Linked DNA regions of Mus musculus: all the other regions are linked to region 1. A link is a contact called in public HiChIP or PLAC-seq and promoter capture Hi-C data. All regions are on one chromosome and are shown on one strand. The core of a region is the stretch at or near the end of the contact, and the rest is flanking DNA. Distances in the headings are between cores, read along the strand shown. Region 1 holds the start of Ankle2 (ankyrin repeat and LEM domain containing 2). Region 2 holds the start of Glmn (glomulin, FKBP associated protein). Region 3 holds the start of Dipk1a (divergent protein kinase domain 1A). Region 4 holds the start of Mtf2 (metal response element binding transcription factor 2). Region 5 holds the start of Tmed5 (transmembrane p24 trafficking protein 5). Region 6 holds the start of Tpst2 (protein-tyrosine sulfotransferase 2).

The links. Promoter capture Hi-C pulls out the DNA fragments that hold promoters and counts their contacts. HiChIP or PLAC-seq counts read pairs in DNA pulled down with a chosen protein or histone mark.
Region 2: a promoter capture Hi-C map of cranial neural crest shows a contact between it and region 1. The contact joins the promoter of Glmn here to the promoter of Ankle2 in region 1. A contact is called at or near these places in 3 of 39 promoter capture datasets (cranial neural crest, frontonasal cranial neural crest and hippocampal neurons).
Region 3: a contact with region 1 is called in a promoter capture Hi-C map of hippocampal neurons, with 3 times the contacts expected there. The contact joins the promoter of Dipk1a here to the promoter of Ankle2 in region 1. A contact is called at or near these places in 3 of 39 promoter capture datasets (cranial neural crest, hippocampal neurons and second pharyngeal arch cranial neural crest).
Region 4: a promoter capture Hi-C map of liver shows a contact between it and region 1, with 3 times the contacts expected there. The contact joins the promoter of Mtf2 here to the promoter of Ankle2 in region 1. A contact is called at or near these places in 5 of 39 promoter capture datasets (the HPC-7 cell line, cranial neural crest, frontonasal cranial neural crest and 2 more), 2 of 115 datasets of contacts at active chromatin or transcription factors (astrocytes and embryonic stem cells) and 1 of 9 other capture datasets (liver).
Region 5: an H3K4me3 HiChIP or PLAC-seq map of embryonic forebrain shows a contact between it and region 1, with 7 times the contacts expected there. The contact joins the promoter of Tmed5 here to the promoter of Ankle2 in region 1. A contact is called at or near these places in 3 of 39 promoter capture datasets (cranial neural crest, frontonasal cranial neural crest and hippocampal neurons) and 3 of 115 datasets of contacts at active chromatin or transcription factors (astrocytes, embryonic forebrain and embryonic limb bud).
Region 6: a contact with region 1 is called in a promoter capture Hi-C map of pre-B cells, with 6 times the contacts expected there. The contact joins the promoter of Tpst2 here to the promoter of Ankle2 in region 1.

The regions. Positions count from the first base shown.
Region 1 is chr5:110,229,215-110,233,207 of GRCm38.p6, reverse strand. It overlaps Ankle2 (ankyrin repeat and LEM domain containing 2), which reads right to left and starts at 2,204. Exons shown (of 13, transcript NM_001253814.1): 1 at 1,785-2,204. The coding sequence starts at 1,971.
Region 2 is chr5:107,595,530-107,599,522 of GRCm38.p6, reverse strand. Glmn (glomulin, FKBP associated protein) reads left to right here and starts at 1,884. Exons shown (of 19, transcript NM_133248.2): 1 at 1,884-1,979; 2 at 2,661-2,735. The coding sequence starts at 2,697. It overlaps Rpap2 (RNA polymerase II associated protein 2), which reads right to left and starts at 1,827. Exons shown (of 13, transcript NM_144911.3): 1 at 1,663-1,827; 2 at 956-1,001. The coding sequence starts at 1,735.
Region 3 is chr5:107,985,119-107,989,111 of GRCm38.p6, reverse strand. Dipk1a (divergent protein kinase domain 1A) reads left to right here and starts at 2,035. Exons shown (of 5, transcript NM_026062.4): 1 at 2,035-2,163. The coding sequence starts at 2,110.
Region 4 is chr5:108,063,368-108,067,360 of GRCm38.p6, reverse strand. It overlaps Mtf2 (metal response element binding transcription factor 2), which reads right to left and starts at 1,687. Exons shown (of 15, transcript NM_013827.3): 1 at 1,396-1,687. The coding sequence starts at 1,400.
Region 5 is chr5:108,130,961-108,134,953 of GRCm38.p6, reverse strand. Tmed5 (transmembrane p24 trafficking protein 5) reads left to right here and starts at 2,334. Exons shown (of 4, transcript NM_028876.3): 1 at 2,334-2,718. The coding sequence starts at 2,530. It overlaps Ccdc18 (coiled-coil domain containing 18), which reads right to left and starts at 2,040. Exons shown (of 29, transcript NM_028481.1): 1 at 1,956-2,040.
Region 6 is chr5:112,274,925-112,278,917 of GRCm38.p6, reverse strand. It overlaps Tpst2 (protein-tyrosine sulfotransferase 2), which reads right to left and starts at 2,173. Exons shown (of 7, transcript NM_009419.5): 1 at 2,147-2,173.

The sequences.
Region 1 (3,993 bases), core at 955-3,454:
GAGCTTAAGGCCAGCCTAAGGTACATAGCAAGAACATTAAACAAGTAAGAGTTTCGTTTCTCTAGAACAAAAGCTTATGGGTACAGGGCAGGCTTAACTTCCTTGAGACTAGACTATAGTCTCCAGAGGGACTATACCATTAACAGACACACCAGCAATGCGGGAGAGCCATCTTCTCAGCATCTGCAGACGTTTGCAGACATCAGGATTTTTAAATCTTCAATCTAATAGATATATACATTGATACTCACTTTAGGCTGAACTCCTTCCCCCCGATCAGCTGGTAGAGGATCTTAGTACATGAGTTGAACTGTTCTGTATTGTTTTATAAACCTTTATACACCTAAAATGACTTCAAAATGAAAAACTAAAAACTGAAAAGAATCTTTCAGTGAAACAAGATGCCGCAAACACTGGTCTTGGCTCTCTCTATACCCTTTTAGCCACATGCACTGGGTGATTTTCACTGTGACCTGCTCTTGAGTTTTTCGTACAGTGTTCACTGAGTAAACGGGCTAGTGCACACTATATTTATTAAAGTTGCCCTTACTGCTTTGTGCTTTCCTGTAACTGCACCTACAAGTGTATATGTGTGTGTATTTCCAAGTCGGAGACTAGTCTCTTTCGGTGCCACTTCCTTTTTTAACACTCAACTGTTTGTTTTACATCCTGACCAAAGTTTGCCCTCCCTCTCCTCTCAGTTCCTCTCCACCCCATCAACCAGCCCTGGCACATCAAGTTGCAATAAGACCATGCTATTTTCTTAGCGGGGTCAAGAGAATGTAAAACCCAAAAGACAAGCATTGGCCCTGTTGTCACAACACAAACATTTCATTTCTCCACGGCCATGTAAAAATAACCAGCATTACCCTGACCTTCCTGTTCCCATTTCTTAAGCAAAAAACAAACAAACAAAAACAAAAACACGAAAACAAAACCCCCAAGAAACCAACGACTGCTAAGAAAGGGTTGATATGTATGTCAGTGGTAGAAGACTTGTCAAGATGTGCCACGCCTTGAGTTTTATACCCAGCCCTAAGTAATTAAAAAATGAAATTGTGTTTAAGTTCATAGTAGCAAATGGAGCCTCTGTTACCCGTAAGATCTTGTTAGGGTTGGGTTATCTCTAAAGTTCTAAAGTTGAGTTAATGGCTTAAAATGTCATTTTCCTTCTAGAAGAATTACTTTTCATCTTCCACTAAGAACTAGATTTAGGAGAAAGTGAGCGTTAGTGAAAAGTGGCTTCATACGAACACATACCTCGGGCTGGTGAAAGAGCACACCGACTGCTCTTTCCGAAGGTCCTGAGTTCAAATCTCACAACCACATGGTAGCTCACAACAAGAGACCTGACGCCCTCTTCTGGTGCGTCTGAAGACAGCTACAGTGTACTTATTTATAACAATAAATAAATCTTTGGGCGGGGGGCCGATCGGAGTGAGCGAGCAGGGTTGACCCGAGCGAACAGAGGTCCTAAATTCAATTCCCAACAACCAGATGAAGGCTCACAACTATCTGCACAGCTACAGTGTATACTCATAGACATAAAATAAGTAAATCTTAAAAATAAATTTAAAAAATTCTAAAGAAATCTTAAAAAACAAAACAAAAACAAAACACATACCTCGTAAACATGGGATTACAGTTTAGAGAGGTGGAGAGAAGAAGTGCTAACAGGGCTGTGGGTTCTCATCAAAAGTTTCCAAAATATCCGCGATAGGGTCTTACCGTATCCAGGGGGCGTGGAGAGTGAGGTTTTCCTCCCACGACTGACGCTGCCTTACCTGGCTGTGCGGCCACCGCTTCAGACGCGCTGGGCGGAGAGGAGAGCGTCCCGCAACGGTTCAGGTCCCGCGGCCGCTTCTCTAGCCGGCGGACCAGCCAGCGCACGGCGATGAACAGCACCGAGGCGCCCAGGAGCTCCCAGGCCAGGGCCGCCCACTCCACCACAGCCAGCCGCTGCCACAGCATCGCCACCGCCGGCGCCGAGGCCTTGAGCGCGGCCGCTGCAAATGCAGCCCGCGTCGCTCCCGCCTCCGGCCCTCAGAAGACCGCTCGCCTCGCCACGGGAGTCGCGCCTGCCCCAAGCCTCCTCCTCCGCCCGGCCGTGGTTAGACCAGGCGGGCTGCGCGCGCAGTGCGGGCCGTCCCGTTTCCCAACGATCAGGCTAGAACGCGGCCCGGAACGCAGCCTCAGGCGGCTCCGGAGGCAGCCCGGGGTCCTGATTAACGCGAGCGCAGCCCGGCAGTGGCGCGGGCAGCTTGGTCGGGGTCCTGAGTCGGACTCGGCGCGCTGCCTGGCGCGGCTCGCTCTTCAGGTGCGCCGCCCCGAGTTGTCGCTGCTGGAGAGCGCGAGCGGGCTCCTGGGTCACCCAGACTGTGTGTCATCCCGAAGCCAGCAGAGCTGGGGCCATAGTGCTTGACTGATAGGGGCTGAGGATGAATACGGCGGCCAGAAAGCCCAGCTCTGCCTCCTGTTGTTAATGAAGATTTTCTCTGGAATACAGGCAGAATGCCTATACCATTCCGACGGATAACGCGAAAGCCTACCTAGCACTGGGATTAAAGATGTGAGCCACCATGCCAGGCTGCTGATTTTAATTTTTGAAGTCCTTTTCTAACCTTTGTTTTTCTTTTTTGAGTCTTAACTATATATCCCCAAACTGGCCTTATGCTGGAGATCTGCCTCCTTGAGCTCGCAGAAATGTGATTACAAGCATGTCACATTAATTTCTGCCCACAGATCATGAGCTATGGAAGCCCGTGATGGTGTAGAGGCTTCTCACATGTACTCTGAGTGGTCTTTAGAAGGCAGAGTGGAGGATGGAGGCCTGTTCTGTTCAAATGTGTATCCTACCTCCTGCCAGTGAGAACTTGGTAAGACCAATTCTCACTATCCGGAGAGGGTGGCCTGAGGAATGGCCTAAAAAGGCCTGAGTGGAGGCCCCGACACGTTCAATTTACAGGTTACCAGCCAAGAGTCAGATATACATACCCTTCAGGTCATATCTTCAGTTAAAGATGTTACTTACTCCTCAGAACAGTCTCAGGGAAGCCAAACTAGATGACTTGAGAAATGCTAAGATGAATTTCCAGTTATTTTTATAGCCCCAGGATTAGAAAGCTAATTTAGATGTATTTCAGTATTTAGCTGGGCGTGGTGGTGCACATCTTTAATTCCAGACAGAAGCATGTGGATATCTGTGTTCGAGGCCACCCTGGTCTATAGATCCAGCCCAAGAGGCATCCAAGACTAAGTAGCAAAACCTTGTCTCAAAAAAACCAAGATAAATAAGTTAAATTTAATTATAGGCAGATGGGTAAAGTAGTATTAATTCCTTAAAGAAACAGGTACAGGAATATGTCATAGAGCAGTGGAGAACAACTTTTAATGTTTTGTCTTTTGCTTCATAATTGTGTTTATTTAAAGAGACCATGTGGGGTGGGGGGCTGAAAAGATGGCTCAGCGGTTAAGATCACTGACTGCTCTTCCAGAGGTCCTGAGTTCAATTCCCAGCAACCATATGGTGGCTCACAACCATCTGTAATGGGTTCTGATGCCCTCTTCTGGTGTGTCTGAAGACAGCAATGGTGTACTTTCATACATAAAATGAATAAATCTTTTAATAAATAAATAACCATTGTTCATTAAGACTGTTAGATCTGTGTGTTATAACTAAAACATTTACTTGAAACCTAGGCAGCTGAGGATCTTGAGTTCAAGACCAGCCTGTTTCAAAACCAAAGACTTGCCGGGCGTGGTGGCGCACGCCTTTAATCCCAGCACTCGGGAGGCAGAGGCAGGCAGATATCTGAGTTCGAGGCCAGCCTGGTCTACAGAGTGAGTTCCAGGACAGCCAGGGCTACACAGAGAAACCCTGTCTCAGAAAAACAAAACAAAACAAAAACAAAAACAAAGACTTACCAGAAATGTACTATACTTTCAGAGATCTGGCCATATGTTATATGCTGTTGGTCTCAGCCCATAGTAGAG
Region 2 (3,993 bases), core at 635-3,134, 2.6 Mb after region 1:
AGTGATGAATGTTAGTCTCTTCAGATGAGTTTTGCTCTAGCTATCTCCTCTGTGACACGAGAGGCCATGACTTTTTGGAAGCTCTAAACTGTAAAGGATGCTTTTGGTTGGTTTGTTTTTAAGTTCCTATTTAACGTTACAAAGAAGACAAAAACAAAATAAAAGAAAACAAAAAAACGGGCAGTGGTGGAGAACGGTTTTAATCCCAGCACTTGGGAGGCAGAGGCAGGCGGATTTCTGAGTTTGAGGCCAGCCTGGTCTACAGAGTGAGTTCCAGGACAGCCAGGGCTATACAGAGAAACCCTGTCTCGAAAAACCAAAGGGGGGGGGGAGGGGAAAGAAAGAAAGGAAGGAAGAAGGAAAGAAAGAAAAGAAAGAAAAAAGAAAAGAAAAACAAAACAACAACAGAACAAAAAACCCAGAAGACAAAAGGTGCCTTGAAGTGATAAAGAAAGAACCTGCTTCAGCGAGCTTGGCACATACAACAGTAATAGTGTACCTGAAGAAATGGGAAAGATTGGTTAATTCAGGAACTATGTCCCCAGAACTTTCTACAGGTGTTCATGATAGTTTCCAACAGCCTAAGCCTCCACATTGGTTTTCCTACAGCTGAAGGACAGAGCAGTCTTACGTGAGAATCGACAGTGCTTCCTGAGTCTTCAGTATTTTCTCAAGAAAGGTATGCACTATGCTTTTAAACTATTTGGGCTGGAGTATAGCTCGGTAAATTAGACAAAGAGCTTCATTAGAATGTACAAAGTCTTTAAGTTCAATTCCCAGATTGCAAGATCAGAAAACAGAACATCAAAACAAAAAAACCAAAACCAAAAAGAAAAAAGAAAAAAAAAAAAAAAAAAAAGAAAAGAAAAAAAAAAAGAAAAGAAAAAAAAAACCAAATCAGATTGAATTAATGAGATAAAAGCAAAGTGAAATGCAGATGCCCACGTGGTTCTACCTTTTAGATGCATCTCCTCGTTTCAGGGCTCGGGTCTGTTTAGTACCTACAATTGAAGAGAGAAAAGTCAAGTGCCAATGCATTTGATGTAGCAGAGTAGTCCCCAAATATCACACTGTAGGCACCATTTCCTTTTCTCTCACACATCTCATTTCCAACTTCGATGTGTACAAAAAAAGAAAAACAACCCCCCCCCCAGAAAAACAAAAACAAAAGGGGGGGCTAAACAGGAAGCAAATTCAATTGTTTCTGTAAATTAATTACATTTTACATTTTCATGACGGCAGTCTCTTCGAGGACTCTTTCTCATCGGATGCGCTTTAATCAAGTGCTTTTAAAACACTCTCTAAACTGGGTTCCTTTAGAATAAACATTGCTCAGTCTCCCAAATGTTTGTTCCCTTGCCTAAAGAGAGGAGTCTGAGACCTCAGAGACCAGATATCAAAGCAATCCAAGGTTCAAGGCAACTGACCACCACCTGCCTTGGCCACTTGTTCCCACGTACGGGTAGATCCTAAAACCCCTGTGTAAGAGTGTGGGATTCCTCCCCCGAAGGCACTAGGACAGCCTGCGTTGGGAAGCTCTGGGCCTCATCCACCCGGAGTTCTCGCTCTCCCCGGCGCAGCCTCAGAAAGAGGCCCGCGCGTGCGTGGTACTCAAACCAAGGTCTCAGGGTCCCAGCCTGGGACGGTGGCTCTTGTTCGTACCGGTAGCATCTCGGTGGGTGCTGGAAGCCCGGGTACTTGGGCCTAGAGAGCAAGGTACGGCAGAGTCAGCCATGGGGAAATGCGGTCAGAAGAGGGGGTCGGGACAGCACATCTACCTCCTCACGCTTCGCCCGGAACCGGGCTGGGGGCGGGCCCAGGGAGGGCGGGGCGAGCGGCGGAGGGGGCGGGCCCAGGGCGGGGCGGGGCGAGCGGCGGAGGGGGAGGGTCCGGTCCGGGGGCGGGGCCAGGAGTGCGGCCTGCGCTACCTGAAGTGGAGAAGGAGGAGGAGGGCAAGAGGCAGGCGCGTGGATCGGCGGGTAGGTAGACATGCTGGGTCGGGCGGATCGGGCTCGCCGAACAGGACCTGCGCCGCACGCGGCTCTCCTGCTCGGCCTCTGGAGGTGCTGGAGCCTGGACACCCTGCCCTGCAGGAGCAGGGAGAAATGGCCTCCCTTCGCCTCAGCCAGGCGCGGTAGGGTGTGATTTTCCTGTTCGCGCCTGCGGGGCAAGGACCTTCGCTGCTGGCCTCCTTTTCGTGATACTCGGTGATCTCACTGACGATTGTTTATGTGAGGAGGGAGATCCTGTGGAGAATGGGGTGGGCGGCATCGGAATCTTCAACTTCTTTGGGTGACTTAATTATGTTGGATTCCAGTTTTTGTCAATGGGACATTTAAAAAAATTACTTAATGATTAGATTTTTCATTCCAGGTCCACAATTTGGATTTTTGTTTTCCTTTTAAACAAAGGCTTTTCTAGTAGTTCTTTCTAGGGCTCTTTTTATTTTTTTACTCGTCATTCTTTAAAAATTACTTTCTTTAGGCATTATATCAGGGGCTTTTAAAAATGCTTCATTAGGCTAACACAGTAACGTTCAGTAATAGCAGTTAACCTATAAAACTTTACATTGTGTTTGTTGTCTAATAATTCAGAATGAAACGGTTTATGAAACATAATTTACATGGTATCACACAATTAACTGGGTTTTTTTGTATTAGTTCATTACAGCATCAAAATTAGGAAAATAATTAGGAATGGCTGTGGAGGAACTTCAGAGCATAATAAAAAGATGTGTAAGTACTTCTCCGAAAACACCTTTAAATATATGGGAAGGGCATAGAGTATCTTTACTTTGTGGTCACTCATGTTATTTATCTTAACTAAATTCTGCTTCTTCTTTTTTGACTTGTAAATATCAAAAAATCAGGAAAGTAGATTAGATGATAATGATGATGGTGGTGGTGACTTTCAATCCTAGTACTTTTGGGAGGCAAAGGCAGAGGGGTCTCTGATTTTGAGGCTGGCCTGGTTTACATGGTAAATTTCCAGGACAGCTTGGGCTATGGAGAGAGAGAGAGAGACCCTCGCTCACAAGGGGCATAAGGGGCTAGAGAGATGGTTCAGTGGTTAAGAGCACTTGTTCTTGCGGAGGACCTGGGTTCATTTCTCAAAACCCAGGCCCTGTTCTGGCCCACAATGGGCATCAGGCACATGCATATGTATGAAGGTAAACGTTAGTAAATTGTATTTAAAAGCATATTAAATCATGTACATGTCTGTTTATGTGTGTTGGTAGGGGGTATATATGAGTATAAGTGCCTGGCATGGAAGCCGTAGCGTTAGGACCACTCAGAGCTGGAGTTACAGGTGGTTGTGAGCCACCTGATCTGGGTGCTGGGAATTGAACTCAGGTCCTCTGCAAGGATAGTATTTGCTCTTATCTACCAAACCATTTCTCTAGTCCCAGTAGTCTTTAATTTTAAATTTCTTATTGTTTTCATAAGTTTCTCTGGTACAGTAGGTTCAAGATCACTCCTTAAGCCATACTGATTCATGCTTATAGACAGCAGTCAGGAGCTGTGACAAGAGGACCTGAAATTTCCAGGTCAGCCTAAGCCTCCTCATGAGAGCCCGTCTCAAAAGCCAAAATGAATAAAGCCAATCATTAAAATATTAGGATAATTCTAATTTTTATCTGTGTCTTAGTCAGGGTTTCTATTCCTGCACAAACATCATGACCAAGAAACAAGTTGGGGAGGAAAGGGTTTATTCGGCTTATACTTCCATACTGCAGTTAATCACCAAGGAAGTCAGGACTGGAAGTCAAGCAGGTCAGAAAGCAGGAGCTGATGCAGAAGCCATGGAGGGATGTTCTTTACTGGCTTCCCCTGGCTTGCTCAGCCTGCTCTCTTATAGAACCAAGACTACCAGCCCAGAGATGGTCCCACTCACAAGGGGCCTTTCCCCCTTGATCACTAATTGAGAAAATGCCTTACAGTTGGATCTCATGGAGGCATTTCCTCAACTGAAGTTCCTTTCTCTGTGATAACT
Region 3 (3,993 bases), core at 786-3,285, 2.2 Mb after region 1:
GCACTGGCTGGCATGAAACTAGCTATATAAACCAGGCAGGTCTTGAACTCACACATATCTGCTTGCTACTACCTCACCTGGCCTTGACCAGTTTTGTTTTATTTTATTTTATTTTATTTTATTTTATTTTATTTTATTTTATTTTATTTTGAGATAGGGTTTCCAAATTGTGCAGGTGAGCTGGGCTGAGGCTGTCCTTGAATTCCTGATCTGTTTACACCTCCCAAGTACTATGACTGTGGGCATGTCACCACAACTGGCTCTTACCAGACTTCTCTATAGTCATTGTGTTTATTATTTATTGCCTGTCTTCTCATCTCCAAAATGTAATATCCATAAAGTTAGGAATTCTGCCTGCTTTGTCTTTTTGTGTACATAGCAAAAAAATTTGAACAGTGTCTGGATGCTAAGAAAATACTTATTGCAGAGCTGGAGAGATTGCTCCGTGGTTAAGAGGGCTTCTGGCTGTTCCAGAGAACTCGAGTTTGGTTCCCAGCACCCAAGTTGGGCAGCTTAAAACCAACTGAAATTCCAGCCCCAGGTGTTCTGATGCCCTCTTTTGGCTTTTATAAGCAATCACACAAATATGGCAGACATACACATATAAATAATAAAATCTTAAAAAAAAAAAAAAAAAGGGCTGGTGAGATGGCTCAGCAGGTAAGAGCACCCGACTGCTCTTCCGAAGGTCCGGAGTTCAAATCTGAGCAACCACATGGTGGCTCACAACCATCCGTAACGAGATCTGACTCCCTCTTCTGAAGTGTCTGAAGACAGCTACAGTGTACTTACATATAATAAGTAATAAATAAATCTTTAAAAAAACAAAAAACAAAAAAACAACTAAAGGAAACCGGTAGGATCCGTCCTTTCCTCCTTCTTCCTTCCCTCCCTTTGTCTGTCTTTGTCTTAAGTAGCTCCGGTTGGCCAAGTGCTGGAATTACAGGCATGAGTCACCATGCCCAGCTCATATTTACTTTTACTTTAGAAATTACTGAAGTCATTTAATTAAAAGTGAAAGTCAGTGGCTCATGCACTTCTTTGCGAGTAACAAAATATTATCCAGGTTAAAGACCTGTTTCCAGAAACTGAAAGCACTAGAAACATAAAGTACGGCATAGCAAGGGAAAAAAATGAAGTAGGACCTGCATCTCCCTGCATTGAAGTCACTCAGATCAATAGCTGTACTCCTCCCAGGGTGGCCCCTTCTCCCTTATTTGGCCATCAGTGTCAACAGAAGAAAGCAACGCCTTGAGGTGTATAGCCTTAACTGAGCTGCTCTGCTATATCCTAGAAGGTCTCCTGCCTTCACTGTATTTATCCGGCATTTATTTATTTAATTATGTATTTAACGTGTGAATCATGATTCTGTGGTAGAGGCAAGAAAACTCTGAGGCTGTTTTGCAAACAATGCAAACTTCAAAAAGTCGAAATGGTAAAAAAGAAAGAAAAAGAAATAAAAGAAAAAAATTGCATTAAATTTAAGGTACGCAAAGAGGCGAAGTGTCTGGAAGGCCACGCAGAACTGAGCGGGAAGGAGTCCCTTCCTCCCCTAGATAGCGGTGGTCGCGTCTCCGGAGAGCCTCCTTTCCCTGGAGAGGATCTATGAGTTAGTTGGTCGCCTAGGATGCAGCTCTAAGCATCCACAGAATTTCCGTGCAATCCGCTCGCACAGGTCCAGAGCGCGGACGGCGGGACTCCGCGCGTGAAGCCGCAAGCCTCACAGTGAAGTGGGCGCTCCACGGAGCCCACGTTTTGCGCACCCCCGTGCTGCTCGCACCCGCCTCGGCCGTACCCCTCCCCCGTCCGCGCCTCCCCTTTAAGCACGGAGGCGCAGGCGGATTTGTGTCGGCGGACGCGAGGCTCGACTCCCCTTTATGGCGGAGCCCCGCGCCCGCGCCTTGACGACCGCCGCGGCTGGCGGTGGGGGTGGGGTTCTGCGCGCGGAGCCGGCCTCCGCTACCCGCCGCCCTCGCCGCAGCGCGGCCCCGGGGAGCGCGCGCCGGGGGCGGGCCGTGGGCGGGCCGGCGGGGCAGGGGCGGGGAGGCCGGCGGGCGGCCGCGCTCGGGTCCGCCTCCGACTGCGGCGCGGCGGGGCGATGTGAGTGCCATGGCGAGGAGTCTCTGCGCGGGGGCCTGGCTGAGGAAACCCCATTACCTCCAGGTAGGCCGGCCGCGGCCCCGCCACGCGCCCTCCGCTCCGCGCCACGCGGGACTCAGCGCCCCGTCCTCCCTCCGTGCGCGCCCCGCCGCCTCCTGCGGACCGGCACCTGGCGGCGCGCCCTCCCAGCCCTGGTCCCGCTCCTCGGGCGCCGCCCCAGCCCTGAGCCCCTCTGAGTCCCGGCCCCGGACGCGCCGCGGTCCCTCCTCTGCGTGCTCTCCCGCTTTCCCCAAGGGCCCCCCCTCGACCTGCCATTCCTGACTCTGTGTCTGGGGTAGGAAAGGGTGGTGTGTCATTCCTCCATGCTCCACAGAATCGTGACCGATTGTCATACCAGTGGTTCCCCAAGTCCCAGCCAGTAGCTGTGCCTCGTGCAGATCCCCTGGGTTTGGTGTTCTCATCACATCTCTGGTTTAAATGGGAGGGAGGAGTAGGCAAGCTCGATCGAGGCGATGCTTTTGCAAAAAGGGGATGGTGACCGTTGTACGGCTCTTCACTCAGCCCGCCAGCAGTGCGAACGCAATTCACAGTCACGTCGTGTGTACTGTTGCCGTGTTAATTTTTCATGATTTTCTGTTCCGCTGTCAGTAGGCTTTAGAACCCTCCTGCTGCTTTGGTGCACTGTTTGGTCACCAGGGGGACCTAGTAGACGTCGTGAGTAGCTGAGCACAAATCCATAGCTCGGATGGAAAAACAACTACAAATCAATGCCTCACACATTGGCAGTATTGTTATATGTCTCTAGAGGACACTGCTTACATTAAAAGGCCTGACGACATGGGACGTGTATTTAGGTCAGTTGTTGGTGTGCTTCTTATGAGTATGGAAAAAAAAGAAAAAGTTGAGGAGAAACCGTTACTGTCCAAATAAATCTTATATTTTAATTTGAAATTTGCAAGTGTAAGTCATTACATCGAAACGAGAGAAACCCAGATTGAGAGACTGACTTGACAACTCATGGTTTTAAGGGTGTAAAACTGAATGTTTGTAGCAGCGCCACCAGAAATAGTTGTGCCTTGAGTACCAGTATTAGAACCTAGTCTAGCATTCCACCCCTCCAGGTTAAAGTATTTGGGCATGTTTAAAATCTTTGAACTTAAACTACTTAGCTTTCTATTATTAATTTTTGGAGTTGGTAGAGCTTTAGGCTTTAGTTTTGGCTTTAAATGTTTTCCACAGATGTGAATGCAATCTTTGGCGCTATAACTGTACAAAGGTTTTCTGATGTGGTTAAGGTTAGAAATTAAGAGTTCTGGATTCAATCCCCGACACCACGCAAACAAAATTAGTTTTACAAATAGTTATGCTTACATTAATGACAAACACTTAGTGTGTTTCTTACTTTTCTGAATTTGCATCGTTATCAATGATGAAATTAGGGTAAGCTTGCTAGTGGGCTAATATTAAGATTATTAATTTTTAAAAATGTTTAAACTATTTAAATACCAGCACTTGGGAATCAGGCCTCTGAGTTTGAGGCCAGCATAGTCTACATAACAAGTTCGAGATTAGTGACGACTACATAGAGAAATTTTGTCTCAAAAAAATTTAAAGGTAAACTTAAGATTTAAAGGACAAGTTCTCATGTGACACAGATTGACTTAGAACTCTCGAGGTAGCTAAGGATAACCTTGAATTTCTGATCCTCTTGCTTTTAAGAGCTTGTGATTGCAAGGGTATGAATGAATGGCACAGTTGAGAGTCCAGTGTTTTCCCCAGGAGCTTCCTCCCATCGAAATCTCCAAATAGGCCAGGGAGTCCCAGGAATCCCCCTGTCTCCACTTAGTCAGGTCTGAGATTGCAAGGATGTGCAAATCTGGACGCCAAGTGCTT
Region 4 (3,993 bases), core at 438-2,937, 2.2 Mb after region 1:
TCCACTTAAAGCATTGTCCAGGGGGCTGGAGAGATGGCTCAGTGGTTAAGAGTGCCGATTGCTCTTCCAGAGGTCCTGAGTTCAATTCCCAGCAACCACATGGTGGCTCACAACCATCTGTAATGGGATCTGATGCCCTCTTCTGATGTGTCTGAAGACAGCAATAGTGTGCTTATATACATTAAATAAAAAAATAAACATTTAAAGTATTATCCAGCATCCTAAAAAGAATCAGTTTTTTTACCCACAATTCTCTCCCAAAAAAGAAATTCCCAAAAGAAAAATTAAAACATAAAGGCTGAAAACAGTCTGCAGAAGTTCCTATGAAGATTACATGGAATCTATTTGAAGGAGAAAGTACTTGCTGCTAGAGAAAACGGAGTCAACCAACCACTAACATATTTCTAGCTCTACTTTGATCTCATGAGGTACTTTTCTATGTCAATTACAGGCTTGTCTGGGTTTTCAAATTCTAACTACTGTTGCATGGTAATATCTTCAACCAAAGTTAAAGGTTTTAAAGAATAAAACAGCATTCCATACCCCTTTTCCTATTGTTCACAATCTCTCGTACCACTCAATAAATCCATCTCTGCCAAAGAAAAAATTAACCACCAAGGACTGCAGATTGTAAATCACAGTTAAGAGTTCTGGCACTATGGAAATGTGTTAAGAAATCCTGGAAAATTTTGGTTAAACCCCTTAGTGCCGTAAGTAACTAAGTTGTAATGATGAATACAAATTATCAGGGCAAGAAATTTTAATTGAACGGAAGAAATGCCTCCAAATAAAAGCTATCTCTTCCCCGTATCAATTCACCTATCACTTCTTCTCTTTAAGCTTCCAGGGCTTGCTTTCCAGGGTATTTTCCTCATCCTCGTACGCTAGCTATCTAGCCCACCACTAGATTCCCCTACCACAATTCCACACAATTCCAGCACCCTCTGGTTCCAAACTGCTACTTTCCTTAGCACCCCTTAAAGTGCCAGTCAGCCCCTCTACTAGGCTCCCCGCATTCTGACGGCTCCTCCCCTCGGTTCCCCACCCCCTCATCACCAGGTTCATCCTGCCCCTCCAACCGTCTCCCGCCCCCAGGTTCCTTCCTGCCCTCCAAACACAGCTTCCCTGTCTCAACGTTTTATCTAATTCCACCAACTGACTCCCGAGCGGGGCGCCCCGCTCCTTCCCCCAGTCCCTATTTTTACCAACATCTCACTGACTACCCCTCCCGATCCATTCTTTCAACATATGCATCAATGCAAAAACACCCCCACACAGGACTCCCTTGCCCAAAGCGGAGCCTCCATCTTTCCCCTTTCTTTTGCTTCCTTTCTTTCGTCTCTCCTCATCCCAACCTCCTCCCAAAGAGTCGGTTCCCAGGCCAAGGTCTCTCACCTCATTCGGTCACTTAAGTGGTGCCAACCGCTTCATACAGGAAAATAGAAGCAATCTCGTTCCCGTGGGCGCTCCCCCGCGAGTCCGGGCACTCCCTGGGCACCCGCCCCAGCGGGAGCCCTGCGCACACGCACACACACACCGAGTTCCTTGGGGACGAGGGTTAGGAAGGAGAATGTGCGTGCTCACACCGGCCTCAAACACAGACCACTTCGCAACAGCCCTTCGCCATTTTGGTTTCCCGCGGACTAGCGGTGCATTCTGGGAGCGCGGAGCTACTCCGGGGCCGAATGGCAGCTCTCCAGAGCCGCAGAGGGGCGGGGCCTGCGCGGCGAGCGCGGAGGAACACCGCGCCCTGCGTCCCGGACCAGCGCTGAACAAAGAGGGACTCTTTAACGTCGCGGTGGAATTAAGTCCTCTTGCTGCCGGTGCAGACACAATAGTGAGCGCAGCGCTTCCCGACGCTGATGCTTGCCTTACTAGGTCTTTTAAAAAGAGAGATCGTGTCCAGTCTTTCGTGCGGTCTTTTTTAATGCCCTCAGAAATAGGATATTGCTCAGTACATCTTGATGGGGTGATTTCCTTTCTGAAGAAAGGAAATTATTAACTGGAAAAAATACTTTTCTTTTACCTTCACCTAGAGGCCTGCTGTTATAATCCCCTTAAGTGGGGAGGAGACCCTGGATGGCAAATTTCGTTCAATGAATACTATCCAAATCCAAACTTATCTGGAATCTGTAATGGGAGATTTTCACTTTTTTTTCCTCTGACGATGAACGAGATTTTTTTTTCCCTGTTTACCTGCTTTGTGACCTTTCCTAATTGTAGTGAAATTTGAGCATACCCTCCTGCAAAGCAGTTGATTGAAGGAACACACAACTTTCATACTATTGCAGGCTTTTATATGAGGCCCAGCTGATAAATGGAATGCATGCTTATATCTTTGACTTATATTTGAATGCAACCCAGCACTTATAGAAACACCTGTAATACGTTTCTATTTTGTGAAAATATTTTCAGAGTCATATACTTTTTATCACAGATTATGTCACAGAGGCAGTACTGAATTTTCTCTCTGAAGAAATACCTCTTATGATCTAAATTCCTTTCACTCATATTTCAAGAGTTCCCTTTAAGCTGGGCGGTGGTGGCGCACGCCTTTGATCCTAGCACTTGAGAGGCAGAGGCAGGCAGATTTCTGAATTCAAGGCCAGCCTGGTCTACAGAGTGAGTTCCAGGACAGCCAGGGCTATACAGAGAAACCCTGTCTCGAAAAACAAAACAAAACAAAACAAAAAAGAGTTCCCTTTACCTAGGTTCTGAAAAATCTGGCAAATAGGCATATTCATATTATACTACATTTTTTTTTCTTTTTTGAAGACAGAGTCTATCTATTATATAGCTCTGGTTGTCCTGGAACTCATTGTGTAGACCAGGCTTGCCTCAAGCTCACAGAGATCTTCCTGTCTCTGCCTCCTCAGTACTGGGATTAAAAGGCCTGAGCCACCATGGCTAGCTTTGTATTATACAGTATATTTTATTCAGTACATTATATCAATCTGTGTCTCTCCCTCTTTCTCTCTCTCTCTGTCTCTCTCTCTCTCTCATGTGTCTCTGTATCTGACTCTCTCACACACACACTGTCTCTCTCTGTCTCTCACACACACACACTCTCTCTGTCTCTCTCACACACACACACTCTCTCTGTCTCTGTCTCTCTCTCTCTCTCACACACACACACACACTCTCTCTCTCTGTCTCTGTCTCTCTGTCTCTGTCTCTCTCTCTCTCACACACACACACACACACACACACACTCTCTTGTCTCTGTCTCTCTCTCTCTCTCACACACACACACACACACACTCTGTCTCTGTCTCTGTCTCTCTCTCTCTCTCTCTCTCTCTCTCTCACACACACACACACACACACACACACAGTAGTTAAGAGCTCTTGAGTACCTGTGTTCAATTCCCAGCACCCACATGACAGATCACAGTGTCTTTAGCTCTAATTCTAAGAGGCAAAACAGCATAGTACATAAAATAAAAATAGGTAAGTCTTTTAAAAGAGGTTGGAGAGATGGCTCAGTGGTTAAGAGCACTGACTGCTCTTCCAGAGGTCCTGAGTTCAATTCCCAGCAACCACACAATGGGTCATAAACTGTAATGGGATCCGATGCCCTCTTCTGGTGTGTCTGAAGAGAAGGACTCTCTTATACATATACATAAAATAAGTAAATATAAATCTTGAAAACAAACTATACATCAGGTGGGTGCCATAATTTAAAACTCGATACAAGGAAACATAATCTGCTTTACACTTTCTGACCTAAACTTTGGCACCTTTGGTCACAAAAAGTGATCTAATACTTTGTAAATTAAAGAACTCTAAGACACCTTTTTTCTGTTTGTTTGTTTGTTTGTTTGTTTGTTTGTTTGTTTGTTGAGATGGGTATAGCTCTGGCTGTCCTGGAACTCACTCTGTAGACCAGGCTGACCTCAGGCTCAGAGATCCTCCTGACTCTGCCTCCCAAGTGCTGGGATCAAAGGCGTGCGCCACCACCTGTGCTTGACACCTCTTTAATTTTTTTCCTAT
Region 5 (3,993 bases), core at 1,085-3,584, 2.1 Mb after region 1:
CCTGGTCTACAGAGTGAGTTCCAGGACAGCCAGGGGTATACAGAGAAACCCTGTCTCAAAAAAGAACAAAACAAAACAAAACAAAACAAAAATCTTCCATAAATTCTTAAAAGCTATTATTACCAGGTAAGTTATCTCCTCCCATTCACAGTGGTTGTAAAATTTAACAACACTCGCGAGTCATAATCACAGATCAAAATGACATGTAGAGAGTGGATATGGTTACCATTCCTTTAATCCTAGCACTTGGGAAGTAGAGGCAAGTGGGTCTCTGTGAGCGCAAAGCCAACCTGGCCTGTATAGTATGACATGGTCTCAAAAAAATACAAAACAAAACAAAAATGACAGTTAGCAGTTCAACTCATAGAACTACATGCAGTGAACTGTTTGCTGCACCAACCTGTGAGCATGAAACTAAGTTTCTTGGCCATAAAAGAAAGATCATGGGGCTGGTGAGATGGCTCAGCAGGTAAGAGCACCTGACTGCTCTTCCAAAGGTCCAGAGTTCAAATCACAGCAACCACATGGTGGCTCACAACCATCCGTAACGAGATCTGACTCCCTCTTCTGGAATGTCAGAAGACAGCTACAGTGTACTTACATATAATAAATAATAAATAAATCTTAAAAAAAAAAAAAAGAAAAAAAAAAGAAAGATCATGATGGGCTGGAGAGATGGCTCTGGGTTTAAAGGCATTGCTCTTTCAAAGGGTTGCCACTGATATTCTCAGCCCCCACATGGTAGCTTACAATGGTCTGTAACTCGAGTTTCAGAGGATCCCAAACACCCACAGACACAGAGTAAAATTAATATTCTTGAAATCACAGTAAAGGATGCTTTATTATTGTAATTACTAAAATAAAAACTAAAAAGTTTTAGAATTTCCACTCCTACTATAGAACTTTCTGCATAATCTTACAATTTCACTTCTCTCTCATATTCCATTTAATTTTTTTTTCACTGTAGCACCTCTTTCATTGCCTTTCTTAAAATTTGGGTTACAGATATTATTAATTCCCACCTATTATGTTCAAGAGTGTAATGCACTTAGGAAAACTCAATTATTTTGAACGGATAAATGAATAAACTGCCTTCTCCCTCCCTCACTCAGGTAAAAACGGTCCTGGTACATTAATTTCCCACGCAAAATTTCTCAGGAGTAGGGTGGATTGGAAAAAAAAACAAAAACAAAAAAACACCTCGCACCTTATTGGAAAAAGTTGAGGCCTAAAATTAAACGAGATATTTTGTAGATGTAAATGTTTCTACCCTTTTCTACCCTGTTTCTGGTTTTCTTTTTAACAAATTTGCTTCTGCATAAGCTGGAAGACTTCCCCAGTCAGTGGCTCAGGAATCCATGCTACTTCACATCTATGCAACATCTCTAGCTTCGTACAGAATAATGGAGGAGAGAAAAGAAGAAACTTGAGACTAGAAAATGCTGATCAGTACTGTAGGACACCATTTAAGTCAGGCTTTTACGTTCAGCAACTTGTGCATTTTCACGTAAGAATTTTCTAGCCGTTCAGAATTGGATACGTCTGGTATTTAAACATCCTCATTTTCCTACGTTTACCTGTAGTATGTGTACGTAGAAAGGCTTATCATCTTACCTATAGGGCGGCCCTGACAACCGTATCTTCAAGTCTAGTGAAAAATGAGTTCTCACACACGCACACTCATCGAGCGAAGGACAAGCACTTTACACTCTATAAAATCCTGTGACAGGACTTTCCGCTTGAGAAAGAGTACATGGTTTTATACAGTATTTTATTTCAAGAAAGAGGTCCTCCATCTGCCTGTAGGGAGTAGAGCAAAGTCTGGCAGCCTCCTTTCCGATTCTGCCTCAAATAAAAGAAAACGCCTCACAAGCAGGCCAGGCGCAGGTCGACTGTCCCAAGAGAAAACAAACCCCTCGGGAAAGCCCTTTTCCAGCCAGGAGGCGTTTGCTCACCACCCAGATCGCAGGCGGGGTTAGCGTCCCCAGACCACGGCGCACCGCGAGCCTCCTCTGCGCTCGGAAGCCTGGGACACTCTCGCAGCCCACGACATGGAAGCCTCTGACTCTCGATGAGGAGAACCAGCGAACCTCCGAGGCGCCGAGTTCGAACCGCCGCGGCAGCCGTTGGGACCCGCCTCCCGGGCCCCGACCCCGCCCACCACGCGGGGCTCTGCGAACGGGAGCGGGGCGCAGGGCATGCCGGGAAATGAGTCTGGAAGCGCGGATGAGCGGCGTGCCGTGGTCACCTCGGACTACATTTCCCGTCGTTACCCCCGCCAACGTTGATTGGCGTGTGTGAGGGAAGCCGAAACCGACAAGTCTGGTGTGAAGGAAGGATGCGAAACCCAGAAGGCAGCCGAAAGGGGACGCTGGCCCCGCCCTCGCCCGGCCCAGTGGAAGGCAGTGCTTCCACCTTCCAAGAGAGTGAGGCTCGCCGCTGCCTGAAGTTCCCTCAGATCGGGATTTCAAATCGGAGACACCAGTATCCCGCACCTCCCTACACGCGTCCAGGCAGAGATCGACAGGGATGGGCGGCAGGATGTGGCTGCCATTCCCCGTGCTGCTCCTGTCCGCTCTGCCCGCAGCGTTGCTGCGCGGGGCGGCCGGCTTCACACCCTCTTTGGACAGTGATTTTACCTTCACGCTGCCGGCCGGCCGGAAGGAGTGTTTCTACCAGCCCATGCCCCTGAAGGCATCGTTGGAGATCGAATACCAAGTAAGTGCGGAAGTGGGCTAGCCTTCCTTGGGCCGGGCCGCACCACATGGTCGCCTCTCACCTACTTGGAAAAGGTGGGACAGCGACCGAGGTGAATCCGAGGAGGGTCTCCTGGGAAACTGGCCTGCTTGGCGCAGGCGTACTTAAGCGGGGCTCCTGGGAGCCTGGAACTCACAAGTTTGGCCAGTCCTAAAATTGACACCTACCCTCTCTCTTCCCTTTCCTCTGGTCGGAAAGAGGCCAGCACTGGTGACGTCAATGGCGTTACTCTTTGTTTCTTAATTCCCCCAAGCCATTTCAAGCTAGTTTACATACCCTACAGTTCTGAGAAGTTCGCTGTAAGGGGTTGATACACGTTCTTCTTTATTATTGGACGAAGTGATAACACTTGTTTGACTCACTCTCACCACTTTCACCAAATCCCGATATTATAAAATCGGCACGATGTTTTGAATTGTGGCTGGGCAGTGGTGGCACACGCCTCTAACCCCAGCATTCCCGTGGCAGAGGCAAGTGGATCTCTGAACAGTCAAGGCTGCATAGTGAAACCCAGTCTTGGGAGTATTGAATTGTGTCCATGCGAAGATCTCTAAGTCAGATTTTGAAATGTGTTGAAATGGACTGTTGCTGTATTTAGTGGTACATTGTCATCCCGGGTGTACATCCATCACTTTGAAATCAAATAAGATAATAGTGTATGACCTTTCTTCCATTGAACTTTGTCAGCTTTCTTCCCGTGTCATTGTTTTCTTTTTAGTATCAGCAGAATACGCTTATTATTAAATCTTTTTTTAATTCTTATGTAAAACTTTTATATGTGGAGCCTTTGGGATTATTTATAGATGTTTACAGTAATTACAGGAAGTATCTAAAGTCATAATATACAAAAATCTCAGCACAACTAAGGTTACAGCTTAATATTTCTTGATTTCCACTTGTGAACAAAAGTTTAGCATTTACTGAACAATTAATGTATGCAAGGAATTGTTCCAGGAGGAGGAACAAACTGAGAAAAACCTGGTTCTCAGGAGTTTGGGGGTTCATAGGCAGGCTTTGTTTGGGCTTGATGGGTTTGGTAGGCTGTGGTTGGATGGATGGTTGGTTGCTCTGGTTTTTGTGACAAGGTTTCAACTATGTATCCAATGGCATTGAATTCAGTATTTAGCCCAGGCTAGCCTCCGATCTCACAGGAGTCCTTCTCTAAGTCGTGTCCTCCCCCCCCACCCAGGACTGGTATTACAGCATGAACCATCACATCCTACAGGCAATTTGAAT
Region 6 (3,993 bases), core at 924-3,423, 2.0 Mb before region 1:
GGCTACACAGTATGGTCTTGTTTCAAAAAGAAAAAAAAAAAAATCTGAGTTCAGCAGCGTGTGCCTGCAATCCCCGAGTTGGAGTTATAAATTAGTCCCAGAGGCTCCCTGGCCGGCCATTCTAGGCAAAATGGCAAGTTCTGGGTTAAGCAAGAGACTGTGCCTCAAAAAACAAGATGAGGCTCGACAGAGAAAGGCATCCTACATCAACTGCCGGCCTCCCCAGACCCTACACGTGCACAGACACACACACCACCCACAATAATTATAAAAGGAGTTCAGTTCTATTGGAAGCTCGATCTCCTAGCTTGCCGGAGGCTCTGGGTTCCACCCCAGCACTGAATGCAGAAGGTGTCACGATGCACACCTGTATAGCACTCAGGAAGTGGAGGCAGGAGGAACAGAGGCTAAAGGTCATCTTCAGTTCCATAGTGACGTGAAGGCCAGCCCGAGTCACAGGAGACCCTGTCTCAATACACACTTTCTCGACGGAGCTTGCACACACACACACACACATGCACACATGAACGCGCACCCCCCCCCTCACTGTGGGAAGCACAGTGACTCTCTTTTATAACCTTACCTCCCCCAGCACAGGAAGAGGGTGGGCAGGTCCAGGCCCTAACCCCAACAGGTACTGAAGCTGTCAACCACAAATCTGCTCACCACTGCTGCTTACTAGCAGGTCCCAGGAACCGCCCGGATGACATGCAGGGTACCCCTCAGAGCACTAATGAACTAGGAAATCATTTATAACAAATGCATTGAAGCCAGGAAGACGCTGATGTTTCAGAAGAAACGAAACATATTCAGAATTTATGGGAAACCTCAAGCCAGGCAAGTGGCACAAGCCTCTAATTCCAGCACTCCGGGGCTGAAACCGGAGAGTCTGGGGTTCAAGGTCAGCTTGAGGTAGATAAGACTTGGTCACAAATATCATCATAACCATCACATTCCAGAGGCAGTAAAGTGGTAAGGCACTTTGGGAGTTTGGCAGCTCCTCAATAGGTTAAACTTTAAAGGGATCCTGAAATTTAGGCAAAACTGAAAAGAGAAATACAGTGTGTGTATTCCCAGCAACAATACTAATCACAGCCATAAAGGAACATCAACCCACTGTCCATCTACAAACCAATGGACTACACACACACACACACACACACACACACAATATCCACACTAGGAAATACTATGCACATGAGGAACCATACACAGAACCACCCAGAGCAGAGAAATCCATAGACAGATAGTAGTGTAGATGAAGGTGAGCCGGGGTCTGGGGAAAGAGGTTTGGGAGTTGAGGGTTAGGGACTGCTGCTTTGGGGGATGTACAAATGTTCTAAAAGTAGACGAGGATCAGTGCGTAATGTGAGCATCCTAAAACCCACCAACCACCTAAAGTTTACTTCCAAAAGAAGATTTATATGGTTAGTGGATCAGACCTTCAGAAAAAGTGTTACAAAAAAAAAAATCCTTAGATACGGTTTTTAAAACAAGATATGGTAAATGGAATGAGCCCAAGGCGAGGCAAGGCGGGTACAGCGGTTCACAAATAACTTAACAGCTTCTTCAGGGTAACGAAACAAACCCAGTTCTGTATGTCCGGAAACAGAGGCTGGAGAAAGGGCATGTCCCCAATACTAAGCCGGAGCCTCCCAGCCCGATCTGCCCCAATGCAGAAGCTGGGCCTAACTAACCATCGGGCATCCCTGCTAGAATGAAAGAAACAAGGGGTTGGGGAGGGCAAGGAACAGTATGAACACCGGGAGCAGTGGGTACAGGGGCAGCCACCTCTGGGGGGAGGGGGGAGGGTCACACGCTCGCTCGCGCGCACAAAACCCCGCGGGAGAGTTTCTGCCCCGTCCTAGCTGTGAGTCCCAGCGCCCGGGCACGTGACCCCAGGCCTCAGTTTCCCACGTGTGAAGCAGGAAGCAAGCAAAACAGGGCAGAGCAAGAGAGGTCTACGCGTTCTTAAGAACCACCGTGGGCCGCGACCTCCGCAAGTTAACTTCCCCGCGGCGCCGCGCGGGTGGGGCTCCAGGCCACGCGCGTCCTCCCGCGGCGACCAGGCCTGTCCGCGCCGCCCACCGTCCGGACCGCGCCACGCAGCCCTGACCTGGTACTGGCCGAGGCCGCTGCCACCTACCGTGCCCAAATCGGCGCCCGCGCAGACTCCGGCTCCCTGCCGGCCGCCAGGGAGGCGCCGCGAGGGGCGGGGCCGCGTGTCGTGACGCAAGGGGCGGAGCCACTCGTGATCACGCCCCTGTCGCCTAGTGCTTGACCACGCCCCCAACGTCTATCGCTAGAGCCGCGACACTCCAGGCTTGCCCAGAGGGTTGGGGGCGGGACCCAGATAGGCCCTGCCCACACGCACGGCCTCCGCCACTCCCCCTCCCCTAGCTTCCCCTCTAGCGCCATGACGCAAGGGGTGTGGCCAAGAGAGCCCGCCCCTTCCAGCGTTGCCCCGCCCTCATCTCCTCCCCGGGGGCGGAGCCCCTGCCGTTAGAGCTTGCTGCTCTGGCTCCTTTAACTACGCAGGGCGTTCCTCCTCTGCACGGCATCCTTGAGGGCGCAGCCACAAGCTGGCGTTCAGACGCTGAGCGGGATGGCTGTCCGTCAGCGCAGGGGTGTGCACTATAGGTACAGGATTGGGTCCCAGAAAGGAGCCAGCCCAAGGTGTGCAGAGCAAAGGAGAAGGTGTAGGCTAGCCTCTCGCTGCGTCCTCTATAGCCTCTGTTTACAGCGCGCGCGCGCGCGCACGAGTTGTGGTGTGTTTTACCATTTTAAAATACATTAGATGGCTCGTTTGGTAAAGACGCTTGCAATCCCCGAAACCCGTGCAGAGATGGAAGAGTAGAACCGGCTCCACAAAGTTGTCTCCGACCTCCACACGTGTGCCTTGACACACAGTAATAAAAATAAATATTGAAAATAAAATCCTGGTGTTTGCGAGATGGCTTAGTGGGTAAGAGCGCCTGCCTCTAAGTCTGACGACATGAGTTCGATGAGGGACCCACATCATACAAGGACGTACCCCTCCCACCCAAACAAATCCTTTGACCTTCCAGGGTGTTGTGAAACCGTATACCCCAAACCTGTACAAAACTAAATGAAATTCATTTTTATACTAGTTACAACTAACACAAATATCTCTACAGGCCAGACAAAGCAAGGCACACAGATATGTGTTTGTCATTCATTCATTCATTCATTCATTCATTCATGTAGTCTATAAAACAGTGCCTGCCCTGTGGGAGATGCTGGGCTGACAAAGTCCCCGTCTTGGTGAAGCCAGTTACCAAAAATGAAACCACACAACATAGCATTTACTGAGTGCATATTTGAGATTTTTTTTTTTTTTTTGTGACTAACGACACAGCTCTGGGAGTTTTATACTATTTATGGGTGAAGAAAGATCAAAGAGCAAGGTCTGCCTGAAGGGGACTTCTGCTCCGCTGAGGGCTTTCTCTGAGCTTTATGATTCCACAAGTAAGCTGGATTCCCCTCAACAAGCCTTCCCAGCAGGGTCTGGAACTGGCCAGGCAAGAGTAGGTTCCAAAACTAGTCCAGGGAGGAAAAAATGAGGTGCTTACCTCATGACCCAAAGCACAGGCAGGGTGGCCTGTGCAACTAGTCATGAAAAGAACATTAGTCACAGCAGGGCCCGGGGGGGGGGGGGGGGCAGGATCCAGAAAGGAGGAGGTCAGCCTGGGGCCTTGCTTGAAGACAGGTAGGCAGGATGTGGTGGAAGGGGAGGATGTGGCCTGGCTCCTGTGCACTGTGGAAAGGCATCTATCTCCACAGGATCCTGCTGAAATGGAGACAGGGTCCATGTTCATCAGGGAAGAGTATGGCTAGATAAGATTTCTGTAGAGACCCCCTTGGGGTGCTTTTAGGGAGGAACAAGCAGGTAAGGGCTTTGGCTCATCCCAGGGGTGGTTAAGCATCCCAGGGTAGGCAAAGGATGCAGAGGAAGGATTCTGCTTCCACAGA